Regions from separate parts of the Zea mays genome. Here region 2 is linked to region 1. Evidence: chromatin contacts called from public Hi-C data. All regions are on one chromosome and are shown on one strand. Each heading gives the region's core, a stretch centred on a gene start, on an enhancer-like site or on the middle of the called end of the contact. The rest is flanking DNA. Distances are from core to core; before and after follow the strand shown. Region 1 holds the start of LOC103626567. Region 2 holds the start of LOC100285184 (zinc finger, C3HC4 type family protein).

The links. A called contact is a pair of places that touch in the nucleus more often than the background predicts.
Region 2: a Hi-C map of endosperm shows a contact between it and region 1, with 2.7 times the contacts expected there. The contact joins the promoter of LOC100285184 here to the promoter of LOC103626567 in region 1. A contact is called at or near these places in 2 of 25 Hi-C or Micro-C datasets (ear and endosperm).

Annotation. Positions count from the first base shown.
Region 1 is chr5:76,545,560-76,552,321 of Zm-B73-REFERENCE-NAM-5.0, forward strand. It overlaps LOC103626567, which reads left to right and starts at 5,319. Exons shown (of 8, transcript XM_008646982.3): 1 at 5,319-6,762.
Region 2 is chr5:76,956,329-76,963,848 of Zm-B73-REFERENCE-NAM-5.0, forward strand. It overlaps LOC100285184 (zinc finger, C3HC4 type family protein), which reads left to right and starts at 2,096. Exons shown (of 8, transcript NM_001158078.2): 1 at 2,096-2,317; 2 at 3,294-3,631; 3 at 3,912-3,997; 4 at 4,110-4,256; 5 at 5,278-5,380; 6 at 6,445-6,557; 7 at 6,690-6,804. The coding sequence starts at 3,349. The coding sequence ends at 6,782.

The DNA.
Region 1 (6,762 bases), core at 4,069-6,568:
ATATATTCATCTATGCTGTTTCATATGTAGGAATGATTTTATCTTATATGTTCTGTCTTATTATAATATGATAGATCCGTCTGTTTTAATTTTACAGTCATGCTGTTTATGTTTCTATCTGTTTATTTTCAATTGTTCATTCAGTCTACATGTTTATCGTATTTATATGATTTATATGATTCATATGCTTTATGTTTTCATGATCCATATTGTTATGGATATATTTGGTGTCATGATTAATTATTTTTTATATGTCATCATCATAATATTAATTTATGGAATTAAAATGATACGAAAAATGTCTATAAATCTAACAGTTTATACGACGGTTACACCAATATGTCCAATTATATAAACACACATTTTTACGGTGTCCAGGAAACTAGAGAGAGAGAGAGGAGAGAGAAAAGAGGGACAGTAGGAGCGCAGTAGGACCACCGTCTGTGTATCCTGCACGCGGGCTCTCGCACTCTCCTATGGCCTCGGTGTGGGTGCCTGGGTCGATCTGGGCCGGTGGTGTGGCCGTCGTGGCCTCCCGGCCGCCCCCCTCCCCGTTCCATGCAATGCAGATGCAATCGCAGTTTGCAAATTGCAATTGCGTCCGGACCCGGACACTCGGCCAGTCGGGCAGCGACGACGGCCGGCTCCCGCGTGCCGTCCTGTCGTGCCCGGCCGGCCGCGAGAGCGACACTGTCTGCCTGCCATCCAGTCCCCGCTGTGGCCATTTCCGTCCGTCAGTCGGTCCCCGGCTCCTCCGCTCCTGGCTATAGCCCAGCAGCTCCTTGGCTCTTGCTGTTGGCTGCACCCGCAGGTCTGCGCTATGCTCCCGCTCCTCCCCCTCCTCTGCTCTCGCTAGCTCGCACAGCCCGCACCGCGGCAGCATGCAGGACAGGAAGGAAGGCAGAGGCACAGCTGCACCTGCACCGCACAGGCACGCCTTCTTTGTGACATCCTGCCTGCATGCTTCATGCATGCCGCCAGCGGCCAGCCGCCGCACCGCCAGCGCCGGAGCGGGACGGGAGACCCCTCCATCTCCAACCCTGGCTTCCCTCTCTCCCTGCGCGCAGAGGCCGACGCCTGCCTGAGTGCCTGACGCCGACCAGACCACCCCCGGAGTCCGACGCTCCCTTCCATTCAATGTTGCTCATTCCGTTCCCGTGCCATGCGGACGCAGATGCAGCGTCCGGCCGCCAATTCATTCAAGAATCTTGACAGACACTTCATTCAATGCCGGAAAGCTACTACCATCAGTTTTTTCTGGTCTGTTGGGAAGAGATTGTTAGCAACTCTCCCAAGTTAATTAAAAGCCATCAGCATGAATATGTCGCCACGACAACTCTCAACAACGTGATAAATATACTTTAGTTTTTTAGATGCTAATTATATAACTACGAGCTGTTTTCTCCCCCTTATATATTAGCCATGTATTTCTATATGTCTCGGGCTATAAAAGAAGCCAAAAAAAGGGCAACATTATTACTCCCTCCGTTTCTTTTTATTTGTCGCTGGATAGTGCAATTTTACACTATCCAGCGACAAATAAAAAGAAACGGAGGGAGTATCTCTCTGTGTCTATAATATATAATGTCTTTTGCTACGTCGGTGGTCGCTAGCAGCAGCTGTACTAGGTTGGGGTTGCGTCACACTCCAACCTTTCCTTTGCCTTCTCTCCATACCATGTATACTCGTCTCGTGCTGATACTCATATCAACCCGTTAACAATTACCCACCCAGTGCGTGTACGCATGCATGCATGCATGTGCCTAATATATAGTTAGGTTAGCTCTTAATTTGTTAATTAGCGAGACCACTAAGGTCCTGTTTGGAAGCATCATATACTAGATTTTAAGAAACCGGTTTATAGATAGAAACTGAGGTGATTCCAAACAAACCAGTTTATATATGGCTCAGTTTATAGGAATTAGATTTAAAAACCAAGAAGCTCGTTGGCCTTTTCCTAACTAAAAGATAAAAACCGATTTTTTTTTTAAAAAAAACTAGGTTGCTTCTAAACAGGAGCCTAATACTCATCCAATGGATCGAATGAGTTACTATGTACTATACTAGCCTGCATTTTGTTTTATGTTTACATGCTTTCATATTTCACAACTGAATAACCATGATGATTTGGTTGCGGAGAGATTCATAGCCAGGTGACCCGGCCAGTCCATACTGCTAGCCGCCCGGCCGGCCGGTGAGGTAGTTAGGCTCAACTAACTAAGTACAAGCGCCAATAACCCGTACTCCCCCCATCGATATATCTCATGAGCGCCTCATGCATGTGAATGTGAGCCAGTGGCCAGTGCAGTGCAGTGTGCTCTGCTGACAGAGCACTGGCTAGCTGCTTTCGAATCGCGCGCGGTGGCTTTTTTCCGTTTTTTTTTTTTGCCTTTGTTTTCCTGCCTGCTGCTTTATTCATCGGCCCTCTTCTTTATTACTGATGATACTATTACGATGCATCATCTAATCGCCGTGGGGAGAGCGATGGCTGACCTCCCCGACGATCCTGCTGCGTTTCTCGCCTAGCTCATAGTACGTGTCCACTACCGACCCGGATTCTCTGCACGCCAATTGCATTGCCTGCCTTGCCTTTCTTTCCCTAACCTCCGGTCGTCGGTCATCACTCATCTCTCGCTCACGGCTCACATGCGTCACGAGACACGCGTTGGGATCCATCGGAAAAGCCATCGGCCGCAGAGGATCTCCCGCCAGCCATATCGTCCCCCCCTTAATTAAAAGTTTATTTAATAAAACCAACACACGCATTGCCCTACAAAAGATCTCCTTCCTCCCCCCCTCCCCACCCCCTCTGTGTGTCACTCATCATGACCATCATTTCGCCCTCAAAGCAGCCGATCTAAAGCTAACACTAGCTTAGCTTAGTTTACTTTACTTCAGCACAGCAACCCCGGCCCTCCTTGCATTGGTGGTCAATTATTATTACTGCCCTAATTTACCGCGTCTGATCTGCCGCGACCAATCTTTGCCACGCCCCCAGATCATCATCACTCAGAGAAGTCCAGCATGGAGGATCCAGAGGACGACGGAGATAGTCATCATCACGCAGCAGCTAGCATCTATCGAATCGGCGCCAGAACCGGGAGCCTCTCCTAGTCCGCTTCTTCTTGCCTGGGATGGGATCCTGATGATGCCGTGGGATGGACATGGATGATCATGGATGGATGGCATTGGAAGATCTCTTAGCCACACTAGGCTTTTATTTATTATATAAACCTTCTCTTTCTATATATAGAGACACATGCATCATCCATGCTAACAAGACACCCTCGTCAAAAAGGTCAGAACTGCACATGATTAAGCCTAAGCTAGGCTAGCGGCAATGGTCGCTGCTGGCTAGCTAATCTGTGCTGTACTCACGTAGAGCTAGCTAGCGAGCTTTGTCAAACGCTAGGATATACCTGCATGCTCCTTTTTCTGCATCGATCTGTTTTATACGCATTGATATATATGTGTGTACATAGCATATTCCAAGCCTTGGCCGGCAAGCTTGCCCTGTTCTGCTGCTACATGCATGTTGTGCCGGACCGGGGGAAGAAAAGGGGTGGGGAGAAACCCGCCTTTTTCTACCAAGATAGATTCCTCTGCGGCAAAGAGAACAGCTGTTTGGTTTTGTTGGGGGGTAAAAAAGCAGGTGGAAAAAAATTGCAATTTCGAGGCAGCCACTGGATCCATGCATTACTACTTGCTCGTTCTCTAGTTACTTAAATAAAACATGAGGTAAAACCAAACCTAGGCTATGCAGCCAGTCAAATGAGTCAAGGCAGGTTTACAATCCAGTCAAGAAAAGTAAACAAACAAAAAAAATGTAAACTTTTCCCCCTCCCTTTTCCCAATTCCCAGCAGAGATGCGCAGTACACTCTCCTGTCCTGTCCCTTCTTCCTCCTCCTTGAGTTTCCCTGTGACATGGAACAGCTGTGGTCTGGGGCCTGGGGGGAAGTGACCGCAAAACCACGGCAGCGGTGTGTGTGAAGGGTTTGAAAAGACGCTCCCGGTTCCTTCCTCTTCTCGCGTGGAAAAGCACCACTGTAGCCTGAAAACCTCACGGTCACGGACCGCGTCGTCGGTGCTTGCCGAGTCGCCTCTGCAGCCTGCATGGCGTCGTGACTGGCGTCGCCGTCGCGTCGCCCTGTTGCTGTTTGGTGCGGCCGACGAGGATTTGATGGGTGGAAAAGCAGCCTTGGTTCCCGTTCCAGCCTTCTTCCAGGGGTCACACAACACACACCTCCTCCTTCTTCCCTCCCACGCCAATATGCCACCATGCAGGCATGCAGCGCTAGGGGTGAAAACGGGTAGGGTACCCGAAACGGGTACCGAATACGGATACTGATTCGGGACCATTTTTCGGATACGGATACGGGTATTTTTATATTCAGGACGGATACGGGTAATACCCGGATAGTACAGCTTCGGATTCGGGTCGGATACGGAACGGGTACTACCCGATAAATACCCGGATATTCGGGTCGGATACGGGTACCCGGAATTCGGGTACCCGTTTTTTCTTTTTCTGCATAATAATATAGTTATAAAATCATAACTTTTACATATGAAATCGGATGAATATAAAGTTTATATGAAAATTGTAGAGCTCGAAGAGATCTATAACTTTGTAGTACAACACATTTTTGTTTAAACATATCTTTAGGCCAAAATCATTGAAATAATGTCTAAATTTATATCAAAATAATAGACTTTAACATTTTCATGTGGGGACTTAAGATTATCTCCACGTGGAAACTTAGAATTATCTTTTTATAAACTATTTATTAATATTGGTAACTTATTCGCAATTTCCGGTCGACACTACAATATTTTTATGAATTTAATTGTATTTTGATGATTTTCTACAAGAAATTAATAATACACCAAATAGCCTAAAAAATTCATGAATTTTTACTGGGACACAACATATATCCACATATAGTTCTCAAAAAACATTTGGATTATAAAATCCACAATATGTTGGTGTTTCTTCCATTCCACTCCCACTTATTGCGTGAGTTACACGTAAAATCATTTTATGTATCGACGTTTCAACATATATAATATTTCATTTATCATTTTCATGTGGCGACTTGAGGTTTTATTTGAATAGAATGGGACCATAAAATCCATAGGATGTTAACGTTTTTTCTATTTTATTTCCACTTATTAGGTGAGTTACACGTGAAATCACTCTAAGTATCCAAGTTTTAACATAATCAATACTTCACTCTACCATTTTTATGTGGGAACTTGAGATTATCTTCTATTAAATGTTTATTAGTATTAATTTACTTGCAATTTCGTGATCGAACAAGAATATTTTATGATAACCAATTAATGCATTATCCAACAAGTATCCGATATCCGATAAAATAATATTTGTATCCGTCACTTATCCGCCCGGATAAATATCCGGTCCCTGTATCCGTATCCGTCCCGTTTCTAACTATCCGTATCCGATCCCGAATCCGTTTTAAATACATTAGGGTAGGATACAGGATGAGCTACTATCCGTCCGTATCCGCCCGTTTTCACCCCTATGCAGCGCAATGCAGGCCGAAAGAGACGCCGGGACGGGCCCCAGGCACTGACCATTGGTCAATCCACTGCTGCTCTGTAGCTGTAGCTGTGTAACTGTACTGCCCCGGCCTGTGCCCTGCCCCCCACAATGGCAATGGCAATTGCAATGCAAGCTGGCACCGGCGGGAGCAATGGCCATGACCCCTCTCACAAGCCAAACTCTAGAAGTGCAATTCAGACAGACAGATAGAGAGAGAGGGACATTGTTGCATGGTTGATTGCGGCAAGCGAGAGATTCTGATTACTATTATTATAATTCTAATCCTACCGTGTGTGAGTAGATGATAAACAAATGATAGAGAGACGACGACACGAGAAGAAGATCATGAGACGGCGTCCCCATCCACATGCCTGCCCTGCTTGTATGGTCGCCGCCCGTCGGTATGTAGAGGAGTATATAAACTCCCCGAGGGCGAGAGATTTCCCTCGAAAGGTGGAAGAAGCAAAGCATCTCATTCCCCAGGCCACCCCCCCTCTGCCCTCCCTCACCTCCCCCCCTCTACCTTTTGTAGCTTTCCCATTCCCCCTCTTGCGTGCAAGCATCTTCTCCGGTTCTCCCCGCTCTCCCATCTTTAACCGCCCCCCCTCCCTCCCTCTCCGTGGTCTTGGAGGAGCTCGCTGTTCTACGGCTGGCTGCCTGCCGCGGCGATCCCTGTCTGTTCGTTTCCGTCGCGCGGGAGCCGCGGTTGCTTTTGCTTGCTTGCGTTGCCGCGAGAGAATCGTGAGCAGAGAGTGTGACCTGGCCTTATTGGCGTCTTCCGTGGGCGGGGGCGGGGGCCTGGGCCGGGGCCGTTGCTGGCTGTTTGTTCGTTGCCCATCGATACACTCCTCCCTTGTCTCCCCCGCATGCAATCCGTGTGTGTGTGTGTGTGCGCTCTGCCTCTGCTCGCCGGCGTTGGTTTCGTGTGTCGCCTGCCTGTCGTCCTCACCGCAACGCTACTCGTTACCAGCTATCAACTAGCATTGCCTTCTCCTTCCGCTACAAGAATCTGACGAGCCCCCCTCTCCCTCCCGTCCCGGCGCTGTTCCCAGCTCGCTCCTTTCGAGAGTGTACTGTTTAGTCCGCGCGCATTGCTCGGACCGAGCCACCGAGTTCTTGCCGCGCGCCGCAGCAGTAGAGCCATTGCCGCGTTCGCTCGCGCCGCGCGGTTCATGCGCCAGGAGTCTGAGGCGGC
Region 2 (7,520 bases), core at 846-3,345, 410 kb after region 1:
TAGAAACTAGTTTATAAAAAAACTGGTTAATGGTATTTAAAACTTCTATATTAGCTAGGATAGCCTAGTTTCTTGATTTTTAAAAAATTGGGAATCCAATTTTCATAAACTGGAACATAAATTGGTATGTTCAGAACCAACTCAATTTTTATAAACCAGTTTCTTAAAAACGGGGTGTTTCTAAAAGCCCTAACGACCCGTTTAGATCATTGGAATTGAATTCCATTCTAATATAGTAATTTAGGCATATATCAATTAAACTAATTCAGTTTTATATAAAATATATCAATATAATATTATTAGCAAGACGTCGGAGATATTTATGTGCTATATTTTTACTATAAATGAATGAGTTAAAGATCGTCTTGTAAGCTACATAGTAGAAACCAATTCTAGTAATACATAAAATCATTTAACATCCTCGACCGTATGAATTTGAGATAAGCTTATATCAGAACTTTAGAAAGTGATGAATGTCAAAATCCAAGCTAAATATGTTACTTAATTAAGTGAATTCCAAATCCTCTAAAATAAAAGGACCAAACGCCTCGTAAGTTGAATGTGGTATCATATACTTTTTTGGTGTGGCAAAGGAAAAATTAATGGCTCTATACTCCTTCGTGCAGGTTTAAACGTACAACTACGACCAGCGCCAGATCCAGGAATAGACTAAGGGAGGGGCTAATTTACTAGTGACCGACGGTGAAGACAAAAACAAGCTGGTAGGGACTTATGTTTCTCTCATTTTTTTCCTCTCTTCTCTTCTCCTCTAACCTCCACCTCTTTCTCCAACAGTGTGAGGGCTCATTTTTCTCTATTTTTCTTCTTCCTTCTTTCTCATCTATACTATACCTCTATAGCCAATGGAGTTTTATCAACATAGTAGGGGCCCCTTCATGTCCGCCAGACCGCCACTGACTACGATTCTATGATTCACGAAGACTTCACGCTTGCGCAATATTCGTTGGGCTGTTAGCTATTTCCACTAGCTTAGGTTCTATTTTGATTTGCCTAGTTTCTTATAAACTGATTTTTAAAAGTTAGAAGGCCTTTACACAGGTATAGTTTTTATTCAATTTCCAAAAACCTGTTTCCTGGTTTCTTAAAAATCAATAATCTGTTTAACCCTTACTAAAACCAGTTTTGGTTGGCTAATTACGTACTACCCTTAATGAGTTGGAAAATAATTACTAAACAATGCCACCGTCGCGAGCAACAACTCCACGCGCCCAGGCCTCCCCGTGTTCATCCGAGCAGCAATCCGGCCAACTCCACGCCCAGGCGTCCGGTCTACATCCAGGCGTGTTGTAACCGCCCAGGAGGCAACACTCACGCCAGGAATGGAAACGGGAAATTAGTGTCAGATATAAAAAATCATTATGCACATTAAAATAAACATATTTATATAACATCTAATCTCTTAACAATATAATTATTTATTTTTATTATTAACTATTATATAAAAAATATCACCATATATAAATTTAACGGGGTCTATATGAAAAATGGATGAGAAATGCTTTCTCGTACCCATTCTCGTTTATTGGTCTAGAGAGATTTTTTTTCTATTTATATCCCTGTGAGATAAAAAACTTTCCCGTTTCCTAATGAATTCCCGTAAAGAATTAGGAAACGAGATCTATTGCCATCTCTACTCGTGTCTCCTCGACTCCTCCACGCATCTCGTCATCTCGTGGGAGCGCCCAGGCCTCCGTTTCCTTCAGCGCGGCCGCAGATCGATCTGACCTGCGCTCTTGCTCATGCATTCCGCCAAGGATACAACGGTCATTGTCGAAGCTAGAGACCAAATTTTAAAAACTTTTGATTCAAACACTTTTGTGCAGTTTTTATCTAAAAGCCAGTTTCTAGAAATCAGGTATAGAAATCAGTTTTTTTTTTTAAAACCGAGGTAGATCCAAACAGAAACAGGCCCTTAGCCATCCCTGCTTGGTCCAAAAATTTTTTAAAAAAAGAGAAAAAGAAATCAAACCGAGCGCGTCGAGGTCAATGCAGGGCGGGACGGAGAAGGAGCAGGGAACAAGAGTACAAGACGAGCAACAGGACAATCCAACCAACCCTTTCCATTCCCAATCTTCCCGTCTCCAAGTCTCCGGTCTCGAATCCCTCCCTTCCAGAACAAGACACCTGACGCCGCCGCCCCCCCGCCGGCCGCACCCGTCCATACCATACCATACCATACCTCCGGCCGCTCGTCTCCTATCTCGTCACCTTCGCCCGGCGCTCAGATCTCCGCCGCGCCTCTGCCTGATCCCCCCACCCCCATTGGAGGGAGACACATCCCGCGTGGGCGCACGAGGTACGTACGCTCGCGCCTCTTCCGTCCTCTCGCGCGACCGCGGCGTCTAGGGTCGCCGATTCGCGTTCTGCTCTGCTCTGCTCTGCTCCTCGACTCTCGTCAGCAGTCGTCCCGCAGGGCGCTTCGACGGACCCATGCGCATGTATGTGTAGCTAACCCAGCAGCTGAAGGCTCTGGATTGGCGCTGCTGCATCATAGGTAGCGGGGGAATCGGGACAGTAATAACTGGGATATGGGTATCTGGAACCGTGGGGGTTTTGTGTGGTTCTAGATAAGATGGTGATGTGCTAGAGATACTTGGTTCGAGCAGATATACTGTTGGAATTCGATTCCCTCCTTTCCTGGTTCCATCCATATCCATCGATGCTGGCTGTGGCTGGGTTGAGGTCAGGCTCGCCTTGGTCACTGGTCCCCACAGTAGTAGCTAACTTTATTTTGTAGTGTGGCTGGCAAAATCTAGTGCACCGATCCTTATCAAAACTCAAAAGTATAAACAATAGTAATAGGCTCCCAACATGGGATTGAACCGTATATTACTGCTTTACCTGTCAGCCCCAGCAAAGCAGACGGAACAGTCAGACATCAAATCTTTTAAAACCAAGTAACACAAAACCGACCGTTCGAACCTAATGGCTTCGCTATCAAGTATGTTGGTTCATTTTACCGAGTAAAGGTTGAAATATCAAGCTAAGCAAAAGCACCCATGCTCTGATTAACATATACATGACTTATCATCTCCATATTCTGAGACTGATATTATCCCTGATGAGTGATGACCCAACCAAACTTTAGGTTTCAGCTAGCTAGCCATACTTAAAATCATTGTGATAGATTATGTGCATGAGGGCATTTTATTCTAATTGGCTTGATTTTTATGTGGTATTGATTTATTTTTAACATGTAGTTTATCAGTTTTAACCTTTCAGCACATCCTACTTATTGGTACACGACTTACCTACCACATATTATCTTGCAGGACCTGGTTTTTTTATCAAATGCTTGACAAAATGCTTGCTTGGTGATGTCTGGCTATGATTTGGGTCCTGTTTATCATGCAGTTGGCTTCTCATGGCACTCAAACAGAAGAGACGATGCAGTTTGTGCCCCATTGTGATCATGCAGAAGTGTCAGATTCACAGTCAACAAGTTCACAACTAAACCTGATAGAGAGATCAACAGAGCATCTAGCCTCATGTGAAATCAACCCAGTGAGCGTTGATGATGACAACGACAATGAACATATCGATGCCAATGAAGAAACTCACCTTGTTATTCAGGACGTTCCTCAATGCCGGATTTGCCTTGATAGTGAAGGTTTGCTCTTTGACTATCAGTGTTCTTAAGGCGCCTAGGCGAGCAAGTGCAGCAGACAACCGCCTTAGCGCCTAGGCGACGCCTAGGCGGGTAAGGCGAGCAAGGCGGCCAGTTTTGCCCGAGCGCTTGGACGCCTAGGCGTTGCCTAGGCGACGCCTTAAGAATAGTGGTGACTATTAGAACTTTTCTTAGATAGATAGTTGTTAAGGAATTTGAAATGCCTTGTTATTTTTTAATATTTAATTCATGTTTGTTTTGTTGCATACCTGCCACGGAGTAGGTGATGACTTGATTGCGCCCTGCCGTTGCAAGGGAACGCAGAAGTATGTCCATAGGTCCTGTCTTGATAACTGGAGATCAACAAAGGTCTGGATTCTAGAGCATCTATTCTCTAAACTGCAGACTTAAAAGATGCTTCCTAATCATCATTATTAGTCTAGTTGGCTCTAACCTAGTATGTCTGTAACACATTACCCAGGAAGGTTTTGCATTTTCACATTGCACTGAATGTCGAGCTGCATTCTTTCTTCGTGCAAATGTTCCTCCAGATCGATGGTGGTTAAGATTGAAGTTTCAACTTCTGGTTGTTAGGGATCACACACTAATCTTCTTTATTGTGCAACTGGTGAGATACTCACGCCTTTTATAGACCATGGAAACAGATCCAGTAATTCTCTATTGACATATTTTGAGCTGAATCATTTTTTCACTTTCTTTTCCAGATTTCATTGATTTAGCTGAAGCTAGAAATACATAACAAATTTTCTGTTTGCTGCATTATTAAAAAAAACTCGGCCGGAGTGGGAAAGACCGTCCTCCCGGTATTATACTAAGAAGAGACCGAAACATGGTCCCGGCCGAGAAAATCCCCGAACCCTGGCTTCCATCACCAGCGGGCTGTCACCGTCCACTCTGCAACAGCCCGGCTGGAGGGTGGCGCGCATGACGTAACCCGGGAACGGGCGGGGCACAACGAGTGGTTTTTAACCAAGCCAGAAATTCGCCCCCAAAGGGGGTCGAACCTGAAACCTGAAGGTGTTACTCGGAGGCCTTAACCATTAAGCTGGAGGCCCTTTCGCTTTGCTGCATTATTTAGAAGCATCATGCATGATTAAAAATATTTGCAGCTTGGTTTTCTACTCGACTGGAGAGGGAAAGACTGCCCTCCCGATATTGTATTAAGAAGCGACCGAAACATGGTCTCGACCGAGAAAATTCCTGAACCTTGGCCCCCATCACTAGTGGGTCGTCACCGCCCACTCGCAACAGCCCATCCAGAGGGTGGCGCGCAGGACGTAACCCGGGAGCGGGCGAGGCACAATGATGGGATTTTTTTAATCAAGCCAGAAATTCGCCCCTCGAGGGGGGTCGAACCCGAGACCTAGAGTTGCTACTCGAAAGCCTTAACCATTACGCTAGAGGCCCTTTCGCGCTTGGTTTTCTACACTTGGTTCATCTCCTTTCCCTTTCATCCTTGTGGGTTGCTTTGAGCAAGTACATGGTATTCTTTTATGATTACATTATGGGAGACCAACACACAATATTTTACATGATCAAGAAAGAGGCCTCGACGACCATAGTGAACTGCACACTTATATAGATCTTTTTTTGCTCTTATAATCTTGTTTTTTCTTATTGTCTTTTAGGTAGTTGCTTTCATGGGTATGGTGATTTACAGATTTTATGGAGATGAACTGCGCGAAATGTTTGGTTATGAAGAGCACCCATATGCTTTCTATGCCATGGCGAGTAAGTTAATTTAATGATTTTTCATAGTGACATCAACATATATATTGTGTGTATATTGTATTTTGGTCTTAACTTTAGTTTGGGAAATTTCCTCAACAACTGAAAATCTGAATGAGAACCAATACTTTTGGATTATGTTTTACTGGAACTGCTTAATGCTGATTTAGATTCAATTTTCAATGCCATATGTTTCATGTAGCTACTATTGGATATGATTTGTAATTGATGTCGTCTTAGGTTTCTTACCAATTGTGAGAGAGGACTGGGGAGTGGGGACATGTACTATCTTGGTGTAGTTCATGATATAGCATATTTGAATCTTAAAGGATCATTCGTTCTGTTTCATGTCAATGTGTTATGGTTACACAGGCCTCTAGCGTAATGGTTAAGGCTTCCGAATAGCACCTCCAGATCCCGGTTTCGATCCTCCTCGGGGGTGAATATCGGGATTGGTTAAAAAAAATCACCTCACTGTGCCCCACTCGCTCTCGGGGATCGATATCCTGCGCACCACCCTCCGGCTGGGCTGTTATAGAGTGGGCAGTTGATCGGCTCGTTAGTGATGGAGGGCCAGGGTTCGGGGGTTTTCTCGGTTGGGGCCATGTTTTGGTCTTTTCTTTATATAATTCCGGGAGGTCGGTCTTTTCCTCCCTGGTCGAGTTTTTTTACATAGTGACGTGACACGATCTTGTAGGATTCCACAAATGCATACTAATCTAGTTAGAACTCTATGGATTTTTTGGCAGTTCATAATTGCAGGTGGACATAGTTACCACAGCAATTTTATGTGCTCAAGATAAACTAGTGATAAACAGGTTGTTTAAAGCACATAGCTATAACTCTGGCAGACTTGTTGAGAATGCATTGCTATATGTCTCTCCTTTGTTGTCTTCTAGTAGGACTGTAGGAGTATAACTGAACAAAGTTGATTGTAGAAGCACTGATATGCACCTGTACTTTGTCAACTGCTGTATGTTTACATAAATTTGAAATTTTACCTGTACTTTACATGAAACTTTTGTCAAGGAAAAAGGTTAATGTTTGAAAAGTTGTTCAAATTGCAGTACTGGCTATTGTTTTGGTTGGTTTGCTGTATGGGTTCTTCATTGCTATAATATGTGGACAGAGGATAACTGAACGGCATTACCATGTTCTTGCAAAGCAAGAGTTAACCAAGGTCTGTGAAAGGAAGAGGAAAATTCAGCAAGTTGGATTGATTTTCTTTTCCCCTTATGGTTAATTTTCTTCTCATTTAGCTAAAACCTGTATTAAATAGTCTGCTTGACATTTGATATTCCGATGCTGCCAGGAGTATATTGTAGAAGATCTTGAAGGAGCTGACCATGTGCCAGACCTTGATCCTAGCCATGTTATAGAGTTGAAGATATTAGGACTATATTAAACATAGCTGCATATTACATCAGGTATGCAATTTTGCTCTCATTTCTTTAAAATATTTACTTACCTGGCCACTTGTTATTTACTTCTGTAGAAGAGTATCTCTTTTTAGCATGTAGGTGGAAGTGTACCAAAGGTCTCAACAACAGTAATCAATTTGAAGGGCAGGCCTGGTGTAGTGGTGACTGGTGAGAGCTGTCTCACAAGTCACTGGGTCACGGGTTTGAAACAGATTCTACACATTTGCAGGGGAGGGAGGTTTAGGATTTTGGGTTCAGGGTTTTATGGGTTTAGAGCGAGGTTTAGGTAGGGTTTAGTGTTTTTAGGGTTCTGGGTTTTTTAAGTTTAGGGGTTATAAGAATATTCCGTAATAGAAGGTCAAATATTTCTGAATATAACACGGAATATTTACACTTTGTTATATGAACATTCCATATTAAAACCTTAAATATTCCTGTCTCGAACATGAAATGTTTACACTTTTTATAAAAAATATTGCATAATCGAAGGTCAAAATGTCAAATATTTCTGACTAGAACATGGAGTATTTACATTTTCTAATAAAAATATTCCATATTACAACATCAAATATATTTTTCTCGAACATGGATTATTTACACTTTTTTATAAGAATATTCCATAACTGAAAGCCACAAGGACATCATACCCCAGATCAGGTCCGACTCCTGATCTCATTTATTTCTGCCTGGCCGGCCGGTGACGACCAGGATGTGAGTGCCCA